Linked DNA regions of Mus musculus: all the other regions are linked to region 2. A link is a contact called in public Hi-C and HiChIP or PLAC-seq data. All regions are on one chromosome and are shown on one strand. The core of a region is the stretch at or near the end of the contact, and the rest is flanking DNA. Distances in the headings are between cores, read along the strand shown.

Region 1 (4,123 bases), core at 1,570-4,069, 120 kb before region 2:
TGGGCTAAACCATCTAACAAATCCCTGAAAGTTTAATTGTTATATTTATAGATATTTTATCAGAAACTAGTTTAAGTGAAACGTAGTATTGTGTTTAACAGCTATAAAAGCAACAAAATTGCCTCCTCAGTCCTATTACCCCTGGAATGAAGTCACATTAGAAGTTATACTTTTGAAATGTCTCATTCAGTAAACTGAGCCCTGTTTATTCAGTAAATTTAAGCCTTGTTTCAGTTTCAATTTTACTCTAAAGTTCTACTGAAAGCATAAACAGCTATAGGATAAAGCACTTGCTCTAGAAAATAGAAGTATCACCTCAGATTTTACTCAGCAATTCAGGCTTAGATTTTTCAAAACCTACTTTGAATAAGGGTTCTCAAACATTCCAACCCTACTTCAGGCCCGCTGTCTAAAGGTAGGGGAGAAAACGATAGTTGTCAGGATACCAGCAGTCCAGCTCAGTAGTATCAGGATAGCAAACATGAATCAGCAGCAGTGACACAATCCAGCAGAAACAGCCAGGCCTCCAATAAATTGGCACAAGTCAGTGGGAGTAACCAGAACCAGCAAAGACTGGAGACCAAGGGAGCCTTGCAAGGATAGCTCTGCAAGCACCCTGTCACTGTCCATTGACTCCTATTTATATACTCTTCAAGCATCACGTGTCCTCTCATGGGTCTAACCATAGCAAAACACCATGTGAGTCCGACTCAGCAAGACACCATGTGAGTCTACATCATATGACACAATCAGAAACGTCCACTCATAGCAGGGTGGCCTCAACCTCTTAACAGTCCTGCTTCAGCCTTTTGAGCCATGTGGGTAGCAAGCATCAGGCACTGCACTGGCTCTGTGTACTTCCTAACTGCCAAATGTTAAATAGCATCTCTAGTCAGCAGCTGCCCCTTTTTGTCTTTTAGGTTCATTCTCTTTCTATTTTTCTGCTGTCATTTAGTAGATATTCAAGAAAACATAAAATATATATTCAATCACTACGTTGGTATAAATCTTATTAATTAATTGGTGTTCTGTATCTCTTTAAAGCCTTAATCTATTTTTCTGCCTTCTTTCTACCTCTCCTTTTATATTCCAAAGAAAACATCCAACTACTGTTGCATATAAAAGTTACAGTGATGTTCTAGTTTTCTTATGATGGGTATATTTTAATTTTTAACATCAAAAGTGGTCCAATTCACAGACCACATGAAGCTCAATAAGAAGGAAGAGCAAAGTGTAGGTGCTTCGGTCCTTCTTAGAAGGAGAACAAAATACTCACAGGAGCAAATATGGAGATATAGTGTTGAGCAGAGACTGAAGGAAAGGCCACCTAGAGACTGTCCCACCTGGGGATTCATCCCATATACAGTTACCAAACCCAGAAACTACTGTGGATGCCAAGAAGTGCATGCTGAAAGGAGCCTAATGTGGCTGTCTCCTGAGAGGCCCTGCCAGAGCCTTACAAATAGAGATGGATGTTTGCAGCCAACCATTGGACTGAGCACAGGATCCCCAATAGAGGAGTTAGAGAAAGGACGGAAGGAGATGAAGGGGATTGCCACCCCACAGGAAGAACAACAATATAAACCAACCAGCACCCCAAGAACTCCCAGGGACTAAGCTATCAAGGAGTACACATGGCTCTAGCTGTATACATTGCAGAGGATGGCCTTGTCGAGCATCAATGGGAGGAGAGGTCCTTGGTCCTAAAAGGCTTGATAGATGTCCCAGTGTAGGGGAATTGAGGGCGAGGAGGTAGGAGTGGATGGATGGGTGGAGAAACACCCTCATAGAAGCAGGGAGAGGGAGGATGTGATAGGGTGTTTCCGGGAGGAAAGGAAAGCAGGAAAGGGGATAACATTTGAAACGTAAATAAAGAAAATATCCAATTAATAAAAAAGTTGTCAACTTTAGATACATATCAAGAAAAGATATCGGTGACTCCAAAAGCTTGCTCTGTTCAAAGAGCACAGTTCCCAGATCTACATCCCTCTGTAAGACATTTCCAGTTATATGACCAAGGCTGAGTTGCCAGAAGCCCAGTGCTTTCCTCCAGCGTATGGTTGGGAAGGCATGTCAAGTGTATGATTAAACCTTCGTGTGTTGGTGGTAGCTTCTCCACACATAATGAGCTCTGAGTAAACACAGAGTAGAAACTACTGAAAAAGGCCCAATGTTAATGCACAACAGAGGCCACTGCAAATAAACATAGTGGAGCACCCATTTGCTCAGAGATGAATAAAGCAAGCCCCTGACATCTTTTCTAAAGTTTTTCTAAAAACATGGGTACAATGTGGGAACAGGAGTCATCTTTCACTGTTCCCCATCGTTAATGGTCGGCTTTGTTGTGATCATTAAAGATGATCACTGGCAAGTAGCAAACTTCGTGGAAGTTTGAAATGCCCTGGAGTTACTTACGCATGTGCTGTGGCAATCTGAGGGAAGTAAAACAAAGGAGAGATTAGGATAGTTTTCCAAGAAAACCGAAAAGCTTTGTTGACTCTGGGGAATCCCACCTACAGGAGAAAGAAGCGGCAAGACACTGTCCCAAAGATGGGGAGCAGGCCCTCGTTCTAGGGCAAGTGAAAGTTCCCACTGTGCTCCTTGCACTGTGATCTAGCTACCAAGCTATGTCATTCTGAGTAGGAAGACCAAAGGGATTGACATGCAAATCAGCTCCCCAGGCAACCTACATGCCTTAAATTCTGCTCAGGGAGGAATATTTGGGGTGCTCATTTGCATTGCATTGGCTGGTTACCAAAAAGTACATTGGGTTCACAGCCACTTTAAAACACTCCTTGTCAGATCCTGAGAACAAATGGAGATGTCTGAACAAAGGTGACTGAGCAGTGAACTCTCCACCATAAGTCAGAGAAAGACAATACACCCCTGCTGGGAAGATAAATATTCTCTTTGCGTGTGCACAAACTGAGGCCACAGACGACTGTGACTACCTCTTGTTAAAACAAAGCTCTTGGACCCATTAGCTTCTTTTCAGGTTTGATCTCTGGTTCCCCACTCCTTGGTGCTTCCAAATGAGTTCCTCTTGGAGTCAGAGCGCATGCTAATGTTACTGCATCTGCTTCCAATTTATAAAAGTGCACTTTAGGAAATGCTTTTTTCTTTAATCCATAACAGTATTTATTGCTGCAGGGGAATCCTAGCCCTGTCCTTTGGCAAGCTCTCAACTCTTAATTTAAACAGGCAAAGCAGTGCATTTCTTCCCTTCCTTAAATGGGGACTTTGTCCTCGGCAGAGTTTGGCTACTTGATTGTTAATAATAAAAATAATCAGAATAAGAATCATGACATTAAATGATCATCTTAAAGTCAGGGCACTTCCAGAAGCTTCTTTTCCTAGCATCTTTGTATATAGCACCTGGTTAGGCTTCATTTCCAAGACAGGGTTTCACAGTACAGTTCAAGCTTGTCTTAGACTCACAATCTCCTGCCTCAGTCTCCCAAGTGTTAGTTACAGGTGTGAACCACAGTATACAGCTTCTATTGTCCTTTCAGTAACTATAGTACCTGAACTGTTCCAGAGCACCTACCTTTCTGCTCTCTAGTGTCTAACACTTTCTGGAAAAATAAAATAAAGTAGGTCCATTCAGTAATAGACATTACACACTTTCTCAATACCATAAGTAGACACAGTTTTCTCTCTAAGATTGTCAGAAAGGTATATGGAGAGGAATATAATTATTTCAAACATATTGCGTAATAGACTATATCAGTTCCATCAGCGAAACTCATGTCTGTGTGGCGCTATTACTGATACTTTGAGAATCTCCTGGAGTTAAGTCCTACCTGTTTTAACAAGCAACACTCAAGAGGTGACAATGATCTAGTTCCCCAACACTGAAAGGTCAAGGGAGATAAAACACACAAGAGGAGCCCAATAGGTCACATAGTCATTCATGCACAATAACTGCAAACAGCCACCTTTTAAAGGATGCTTACCTGTGTTCCTACTTCCTTTTTATAATCTTATCCTTTTTGTCTCAGTGTTCTACTCTGTATGGCACAGTGCAAACATTTTTTATAACAAGCAAACAACAGTAAATCAGATCTTTTAACTTTATGGCCTCCGTGCAAATATTTAACTTTTATCCCTGTTTCTTATTTTT
Region 2 (4,105 bases), core at 108-2,607:
TGGAACTAAAATCTGTAGACAGGGCTGTCCTGGAATTTAAAGATCTGCTTGCCTCTACCTCCCTAGTGCTGGGGTTAAAGGCTTGCTCCACAACCATCTAGTATCACTGGAATTCTTAATTGCCAAACTCTGAAGTCTTAAGGCTCTGCAAATTCCTCAAGCAGTTTTAATGATGTAAGCATGTTATAATTCCATTACTATTTTGTTTAAATAGACATACCAATTTACCACTTTTTTCAGGTACTTTTGTGCAACTACTTTAAAAAATTAATCAATTCAGTGGGAGTTTGTACCACTAATAAACATATAACCAAGAACTAATTGAAAATACAGGTATTAAGAAAGTTTGCCCTATGGTACTTTTGAAATGTTTATAAGATCCTGTATCATGGGAGTTACCAGTCAAAGAAGATGAATAGTAATAAATTATGCATTATGATTCATTTGTATACTGACCATTTCTTTGTTTGGGATGACAATTTAAATGATTTGAATACACCTTAGGATTTCTAATGTTTCTGGTGACTGGCAATATGTCTTTATCGAAAAGGGCTGACCACTTGAAATATTAAAGAAACTATATCCTTGATGTCAAGGAAGAAACCACCAGTCATACTTACGTGGTTTTAACTCAGTGCCATCAGAGATATTGCCATGTGCGTGTTATAATGTTTTCAATTGAAATTTTCTCACGGACTAAGGCTGGTCGTGAGGACCTCCAATGTATTTTGATAATTCATACAATTCTTGTGAACCTCATACGCCTATGGAAAAGGGAGATCACCCACCCACTGGCATCATACCTGAGGATCTTTGGGGATTTCTAGCAGGGGATTTGCTGCACCTACCCAACCACCTCATGAGGGTAGTCAGGGAGGCGAGTTCAAGAACTAGCTTGGCAGAGAGGCTCCCGGTTTGACAGCATCTATTTTAAGCCGCGCCCGTGTGAGCAGGTGTCAGCCTCTCCACGGGCTGTGGCAAGAGCCCGGCGACATTGGGCCTGTCTCCAGACCCCCGCAGCGAGGTGGGGCCGCGGACCCAAGGTGGACCAGGAGGAGGCAAAGGCGGCCGGGAGCAGGTGGCCCTCCACTCACCGCACGTGGCCCGCACGGCGAGGCCGAGGGGGAAGGAGAGCGGACGGGCGAGCCCTGTCCTTCCCCTCGCGACTCCTCCCCGCGCACCTGCTCACCTGTCGGCCCGGTCCCAGCGCGTGGGGGAGGGACGAGGGGTGAGGGATGCGGAGGAGGAGCGCCGGGAGAAAGAGGGGGTGCAGCGAGGACTCCGCCCCCCCCAAGCTGCGCGCAGGCGCAGTGGCCGCTACCGCAGGCAGGGGGCGGCAACATGGCGGAGTGAGCGGCGGCGTCGGGGCTTCACAACAACAGCGGCGCCGGTGGCAGCGGCCCGAGCTTTGGCCCCCGGCGGAGGGCGGAGGGCCGTGCGAGACGAGGCGGCATCCTCGCGGGGGGCCGGGCCGGCGGTAGCGAGCCGGGGAGATCGGTGCAGAGAGCGCCGAGGCGATCTGCGAGGAGCTCCGTGAGGCGAGCGCTGAGGCGGACCGTGAGCTCGCTGGGGAGACAGCTGCGGCAAGCCCGGGAGGAGACCTCGGAAGCGACCCTTGAGGCTGTCCCCGGAGGCGGTCGGCGAGGCGCCGCGCACGGCTGCCGGGCCCGGCTGAGGCGCGGACGGGAGCGGGCCCGGCGCCGCGGCGCTGGTGGATGCTGGGGCTGCGAGGCGCCGGCCGGGGGGCGGGGGCCGCGGCGGGGATAACGGAACCGGCGGAGGCGGCGCGGCGGCGCTGCACAGCTCCTCAGCAGCGGGGCGGATGGCGAGCGACAAGCCGGGCCCGGGGCTCGAGCCGCAGCCCGTCGCGCTCCTGGCCGTCGGGGCCGGCGGCGGTGCAGGCGGCGGAGGCGCCATGGGGGAGCCTCGGGGGGCGGCCGGCTCCGGCCCGGTGGTGCTGCCGGCGGGCATGATCAACCCTTCGGTGCCGATCCGCAACATCCGTATGAAATTCGCCGTTCTGATCGGACTCATACAGGTCGGCGAGGTCAGCAACAGGGACATCGTGGAGACCGTGCTCAACCTGGTAAGCGCCCCCCCTCCCAACCCCGGGCGTCCGCGCCCTGCCTCCCCGCGTCCCTCAGCCTCCTGTCCGTCCGCCCGCCCGCCCGCCCGCGCGCAGCCACGGCCGCGCCACCTCCCTCCTGTCACCCGCGCGGTGCCCAACTCAACCCGGCACTTCCGACGAGTGGTCGGTCCTTAGGGCCTGGGCCGTGAGTGGAGGTGTGAAGCGGCCCTCAGGTCCTTTGGGAGTTTCTTCTCCCCATCTCTTAATTGTCCGTGTTGTGGCTCTGAGAGGGTGACAGCCCGGCCCCTAGAGCCCGAGTCCCCCCAAGCGCCCCAGCCCCCACCCCCTCCCGTGCTCCTGAAATGGGAGAAGCGCACTGGTTCCAACTTGAGCAGCTGGGGTGCTGGGTTTTCCAGGGAGGACGACGAATGATGCAGATTTTGCATCTGTCTTTAAATACATTCCGTGGCAGTGATGGAGCGTGTTGTGCCTGTACTCACCCCTACCTCCATCTCTAGGCAATCTTCACCTCTTTGTAGTATCTCTCCAGATATGCTGATCTCTTACCTTTACGGGTGTGGGGCGCAGAAGGTGTTAAAATGTAAGGGGGGCACCGGATCTTACAGGTTGGTTTCTATGGTTGCGGTGGCTTGAGGATAAAGACCAGAAGAAAGATTTGAAAGGCAGCCTAGGTTTTGGCTCCTTTCATGGTAAGAGAGTTACTGCAGAAGTGTGTATGACTTAATGTTCTGCGCTAGCTACAGAGAACCTAAACAATGTTGAAGATGACTTGGTCCAGCAGAAGGAGAGGAAGAGCCAAAATAGAGCATAATTGAGGCTAGGTCATGGCTTTTGCGCTTTGCAAATGCATTTCTTTTGTTTTTGGTTTTGCCTTTCTTCAGCAAAGCTTCTTAAAAACCCGGCTTCCTCTGCATTGTCTAGCCTTTGACATTCAGTAAGGCTGGGTTTGGGAAGGCAAGGTGTGAGTCAGTAACAGTCAGTTGACCATTGTATTTGGTGTGAAGTCGCAGGAATATAAAGAAAAATGCTTGCTGGGGATTTTTATAACACTCATGAGGTCTGACTTTTCAGAGAAGCAATTATTTCTGTTTGGTGCCTTTGGAAAATTGAAAGAAAACTGCTGCTGTGGCAGTGGTACCCTGAGACGTGGATTAGATAACTCTGTTGTTTTTGCACCTTTGAAATTCGTGGAAAAGTTGGAGTACTTTTTGTCTTCTTTTTGCTAGTGTGTCAACTCAAAGCTAGGTCACCTGCCATTGCTTCTCTGTATGTATTGCAGCTTGAATGCAAAACTCCGTCAAATAAGTCACCACAAAAATCAGTGTAAGTTTGTGAGATTGTCATCCTATAGGTGTAACCAGTTCTTTTCAAAACACTAATGGGATTTTCTGGGGGCGGGGGTGGTGGTGGCAGCGGTGAGAGGTAGTTTTACCTTGCTTCTTAAAGATAATTATTTTTATTGCTTCTTCTTCTTCTTCTTTTTTTTTTTTTATAGAAGAAAAGCTGGGCCATCTCAAGGAACAATATTAACATATTAGCTGCTACTCAATTTATGTATATTTAAAGAACACACACATTTTGAGTGTTTCCGTTTTTCTGAGGCCAATAGGATTTGTTACTTTAGATGCTGTGGTAACGGCATTTCTGTGCTTACTTGTATGCACAATGTAGCCTGATATGAGGCAGTAGGTCTCTCACGAGCTAGAAACTGATTTGAATGTGGAACCAGTGTGGACTCTGAAGCAACAGCCATGCCTGCTGGATCAGTTCTTAACAGATGGGGGTTCTTTAGATACACAGTAGACTAAAAAAAGGAAGTGAAGTATTTCTCTTGTGCTAAAAAGAAATTTAACTCTTCAGTGCAATGAAATCTGCCATGACAGATGCAAACATTTTTCTTTTTCTATTTAGATATTTACTCTTAGCTTATAGACTTTAGAAATAGTGTGATACCAAGTCACGTACACCTTAATTCCCAAGATTGATTTTTGGCATAGAAATAGTAGGTGTAAATTC
Region 3 (4,348 bases), core at 342-2,841, 78 kb before region 2:
TGCCCAAGGGTATTTGGGCATCACAAATTGGACTCGTAGTTAAAAAAAGAAACGAAAAGAAAAAAGAAGGGCATAAATTTAGGGATAGGGAAAGGAGGTGGGAGTGAACTGGGACAGGTGAATATGATCAAAATATACTGCACAAAATTCTCAAAGAATTAAGTATTTAAAATCAAAATTTCAAAATGAAGTAGAAAAAATAGAGACCAGGAAAATTGTAAGTTCATATCCAAAAATAGAAGATTAAAGAATATCTCAGCTGCTGATCTTCTGATTCATATGCATGCTCATGCATGGACAACAGAATATTGTGAATGGTCCCCATGTCTCACAGCCCTTGACAATGTGTTGTGTAACCCATGTAATGCTTTAAATACTAATTATTATGCATGTACATTTCTATGAAATCACCTGGTATCCTGGACAGAGTAACTTGAGCATTCAGTGTTTCTGCAAAGACCTCTTCCTTGTGGTAGCATTGTGGAATACCTGGTAAGAAAATGTAACCCCTGTCCACTCCTCTTATTTCTGGAGACTGTAAAATATTTTATTTTCCAATATCTTCTATTGCTCCTTCACAGGACCATGTGAAAATCTCAAATGGGGGATTTAGGCTGTGTTAATCCTGTATAAACTAGGCTGTGTTAACTCTGTATAATCAAATTCAACTATATGTTTCCTAATAGTTATCCATTATAACAATGCTTTACATTTTTAAGAATTAAAGAAATCTGACCAGCTAATTTCAGAGGAAAAAAACAATGAATGCTTTGTTTCAAGTCAAAGACACATTCATTAGAAATAAAAGCAGACTACTAAATCTGTTCACTGAATAACAAAAACCATAACATAATTTTATTTATTATAGGCGTGATGTTCTAAGCTAACTTCTATACATAGAATAAGCTCTTGGGTCATGATCTTATTTAGAACTATCTTATATAGAGCATGTTAAATATTAAGCCAAGAACTAGCATGAGTTTAAATGGCTAAACATTTATCATTCATCTATATACCTAAGAAAAGACAAATTTACTTAGAACCAGAAAAGGTGACTATAAATCACTTTCTGTCCAAATTAAAATGATCAAGCCATGAGGTCACCAGCCTCTATTCTTCCACTGCAGTAGTTACTGAGTGAAAATTGTTTCCAAGAAATGCGGTGTTTGGAGGTATCTAGGACAATAGGTTTTCTATGTTGCATTTCCTGTGACTCACAGGAGTCTTGTGGTTTTTGAAAGTGTGCTCAATGCAGTACAGGGAAGAATTAACATTACAAAAACATTACACACAACTATGTAATGGGGTATAATGGAGATCTCAAATATTAAATTTTAAAACTTTATTTAATAAGGACTCACTGAGATAACTCTGTGTTGTTGCATATTATATACCACATATTGATTTTTTTAAAAAGCTGTATTTGTCAGGCATGTACACAATAATCTGATAATATCCTCTTAAGGGAAGCATAATTGAATAGTTAAGAGAAATAGTTCTCAACTTATTTTCTACCACAAAATGCTCAGTATCACATCACATTCCTGTGGACTGTGGGCCTGAGCCTGTAGCCAAATGCCGTGAAAAGAATTTTGGGGATCCTGGAAGTGGAGTCTGCAAATGAGAGTCTGGCCCCAAGCACAGATTCCAAAGGCTTCAAAATACAACTCTAAATTATTTGACATTTTTCCTGTGCAGTATGGCATTTATTGCCTATTCTATGAAGCTGGATTTTCATGGACTCGACAATGCTTAAATAATGACTCTGAGACTTATTAATGTTTGTAGCAGCTTAGGCCTTTAACTTGGAGTCCCTCACAGCTACTCTAAACCAACTAATTCTGGCCCTATGTCTTGCCACATGGCCAGCTCTACTTCTTTGCTGATGTTCACAGCCTTCTGCTCCCAGTTCCCACGAGTGAATCCTCTCCCTCTGATTCTTTTCCCAGAGACCCTCTCTCAGCCCAGACATCCTACCTTCCCTTTCCTGCCTAGCTATCAGCTGTCAGATTTTTATTAAGCCAATCAACAGGTAAGGAAGGAAGAGTGTTTACAAAACAGCAAGGTAGGTGATGAGCCATAAGGAAAATAATACTAAAATCAGGCCAGTACTCAGCTCTCTGATGAGCAATCAACAATTGAATATTCAGATCCAACTTTCACATAGTGCACCTCAACACAAGATGACCCAATGCACAGATTGTCTTAGCCAAGCATTGACCAAACAATGAGGACTTAGGTAAAAACAAAACAAAACAACAACAACAAAAACCAGTTTCATGGAAGGATCTAAAGAATACCCGCAATTCTGCTCACACGTATGATGTAAACAGAATCATCTGTGTGCTGAATTTTCACAAATCACATAATGGTCCTGGCAGTGTCAGTTACAAGCAGCTACCAATGAAACAGCATATACAGTTACTCATTACTTAACATCTGCTGCTCTTTCTTCTCTTTCCTCTCAAGGTACAGGTTCCAAGTGGCATGCATTCCTACAAGACAATGTGACGATCGATTGGCAGATATGTATCAAATCTTTTGTGCTATTATTAATCAATACTTTATTATTTACTTCTCTCATTTTGTTACAGAATTCCAGACAAATGCAATGTAAGGGAGAAGTGGTTTATCTGGATTGACATTGGGGAGCACAGTCCATCACAACCCGACAGACATGGCGGCAGGACCATGAAATAGCTGTTCACATTACACTCACAATCTCGAAGGTGAGAGAGTTGAATTTTGGTCCTTCACTATCTCTTTCCTTTTTATACAATCCTAGATCTCAGCCCAAGATTTAACTGCAACAAATGTGTTAGCTAAAGCCAGGGTTCTGTAATGGACAGGATTTTCACAAAGCAAAGAACCTATAAGGATGCCTCCATGATTAAAGCACTTTTTGTTCCTGCAGAGGACACAGATTCAGTTCCCAGCACCCACATGATGGCATGAAATCACCTGTAACTGCAGTTCCAGGGAACTGATGCCCTCTTCTGGCCTCACAGGGCACTAGGTACCCACATGTTACACATAGATGTATACAGGCAAAATACTTATACATATAAAATAAAAATAAACAAATCTAACTGGAAAAAAAGAACCTTCAGGGCTCCAGGAAAATAGTTCTACAGTGACATCATGGTGGGTGAAGAGGCTGGCAGTCTGAAAGCAAAGTATTTTTCATCACTGTGTAGCTGCATCTAACTTAAAGCGACATAACTAACCTTTCTACGCCTTCATCTCTCCATCTTTAAAATGGCCTAAGAGAAATGGTTGTGGAGAGTCTAAGAAATAATGCCCTTAACACAGCATCTGGCAGTGAGGTGTTATAAATGTTACACACTGTGTACAGCCTCATTCTGTTTTTATTTTATCTGTTTGAACATTAGAACATATCTCCTCTCTTCTTTCTCTGATCAGCTAGAAGTTATACTAGGCATACATATACTTTAACATTTTTCTCATGATTTTTTATTCTTCTTATAGTTGAAGAATGTTGGAATAAAAGATATATATATATGTGTGTGTGTGTGTGTGTGTGTGTGTGTGTGTGTGTATCTGGATGGGCAAAACTCTCTAAATACAAAATATAAAAGAAACTACAAAGTAAAAGACAGACATATTTGACTTTACAAATATTGAAAACTTCCCTGTGTTAGGAAGAACCAAATTAGTTAAATTAAAAGTGAGAAATGTCATAATCTACAAAATCTTTCTAGCCATTATGTGAATAATTCATACAAATCATTAATGAAACTCTAATTCTGATATAAATATGAACTAAAATATAAACAGATAATTTACCGCATTAGTCAAAGAAATCATTGCAAATTTAAATTATATACTGTTTCTGTCCTAGCAAATTAGCAAACAGCTATTTTATATTGGTAAAATTTCATTAAGATCTAGATTCATCTTCCTTTCATGAGATTGGTCTAATTTCCCAGAAAGTAAGATGGTTGCATAAATTAGAAGTTATAAAAATATTTTCAATCCTGATCCATAAACCTTCATCTAAGGAAACTTAGTCATAAATAAGTAAATAACAACATTCTCAACCATCAAGGTAAATTGACATTTGTATATGTATGTGAGTATTACATAGTTTTACATTTCAAACTTTTAAAGTGAGTTGAGAAAACCAACATGCCAAAAACCCAATGGGGGTAGATGGGGTGGAGTGGGGGGGCATGATGTCAAGACAAAAACCAGGATATTCCACATAGAGCTTCGGAGAGTGTCAGGAGTCAGGATGTGGAGTGCTGCTAGGAATGTTTTCTGCAACACTGTTTGGATCTAGGAAGAAAGGCTGTGCTCACAAACTGCCTGAGACATGAAGGGGGAA

Evidence for each region. Hi-C and Micro-C count contacts between places; a contact is called where the count stands out from the background. HiChIP or PLAC-seq counts read pairs in DNA pulled down with a chosen protein or histone mark.
Region 1: a Hi-C map of stem cell-derived motor neurons shows a contact between it and region 2, with 5 times the contacts expected there. The contact joins the enhancer-like site here to the promoter of Nbea in region 2. A contact is called at or near these places in 4 of 39 promoter capture datasets (the 3T3-L1 cell line, the HPC-7 cell line, epiblast stem cells and 1 more), 6 of 484 Hi-C or Micro-C datasets (LSK cells, cortical neurons, embryonic stem cells and 1 more) and 7 of 115 datasets of contacts at active chromatin or transcription factors (craniofacial prominence, embryonic forebrain, embryonic hindbrain and 4 more).
Region 3: an HNF4G HiChIP or PLAC-seq map of pancreatic cancer cells shows a contact between it and region 2. The contact joins the enhancer-like site here to the promoter of Nbea in region 2. A contact is called at or near these places in 1 of 39 promoter capture datasets (the 3T3-L1 cell line), 5 of 484 Hi-C or Micro-C datasets (the HL-1 cell line, the MNK3 cell line, hematopoietic stem and progenitor cells and 2 more) and 1 of 115 datasets of contacts at active chromatin or transcription factors (pancreatic cancer cells).

What each region holds. Positions count from the first base shown.
Region 1 is chr3:56,301,522-56,305,644 of GRCm38.p6, reverse strand. No RefSeq gene overlaps it. Among named protein-coding and RNA genes, the nearest start is that of Gm40053, 34 kb to the right of the region's middle. Within about 2 kb of position 2,819, at least 30 of the 459 cell types and tissues checked have an H3K27ac peak or open chromatin away from gene starts, as enhancers often do. A contact at or near this core is called in craniofacial prominence, neural progenitor cells, neural tube and 1 more, where this site is marked.
Region 2 is chr3:56,180,953-56,185,057 of GRCm38.p6, reverse strand. Nbea (neurobeachin) reads left to right here and starts at 1,357. Exons shown (of 58, transcript NM_030595.1): 1 at 1,357-2,086. The coding sequence starts at 1,823.
Region 3 is chr3:56,259,249-56,263,596 of GRCm38.p6, reverse strand. Gm40053 (a long non-coding RNA gene) reads left to right here. Exons shown (of 3, transcript XR_867300.1): 2 at 2,595-2,729. Among named protein-coding and RNA genes, the nearest start is that of Gm40053, 8.5 kb to the left of the region's middle. Within about 2 kb of position 1,591, at least 38 of the 459 cell types and tissues checked have an H3K27ac peak or open chromatin away from gene starts, as enhancers often do. A contact at or near this core is called in the MNK3 cell line and pancreatic cancer cells, where this site is marked.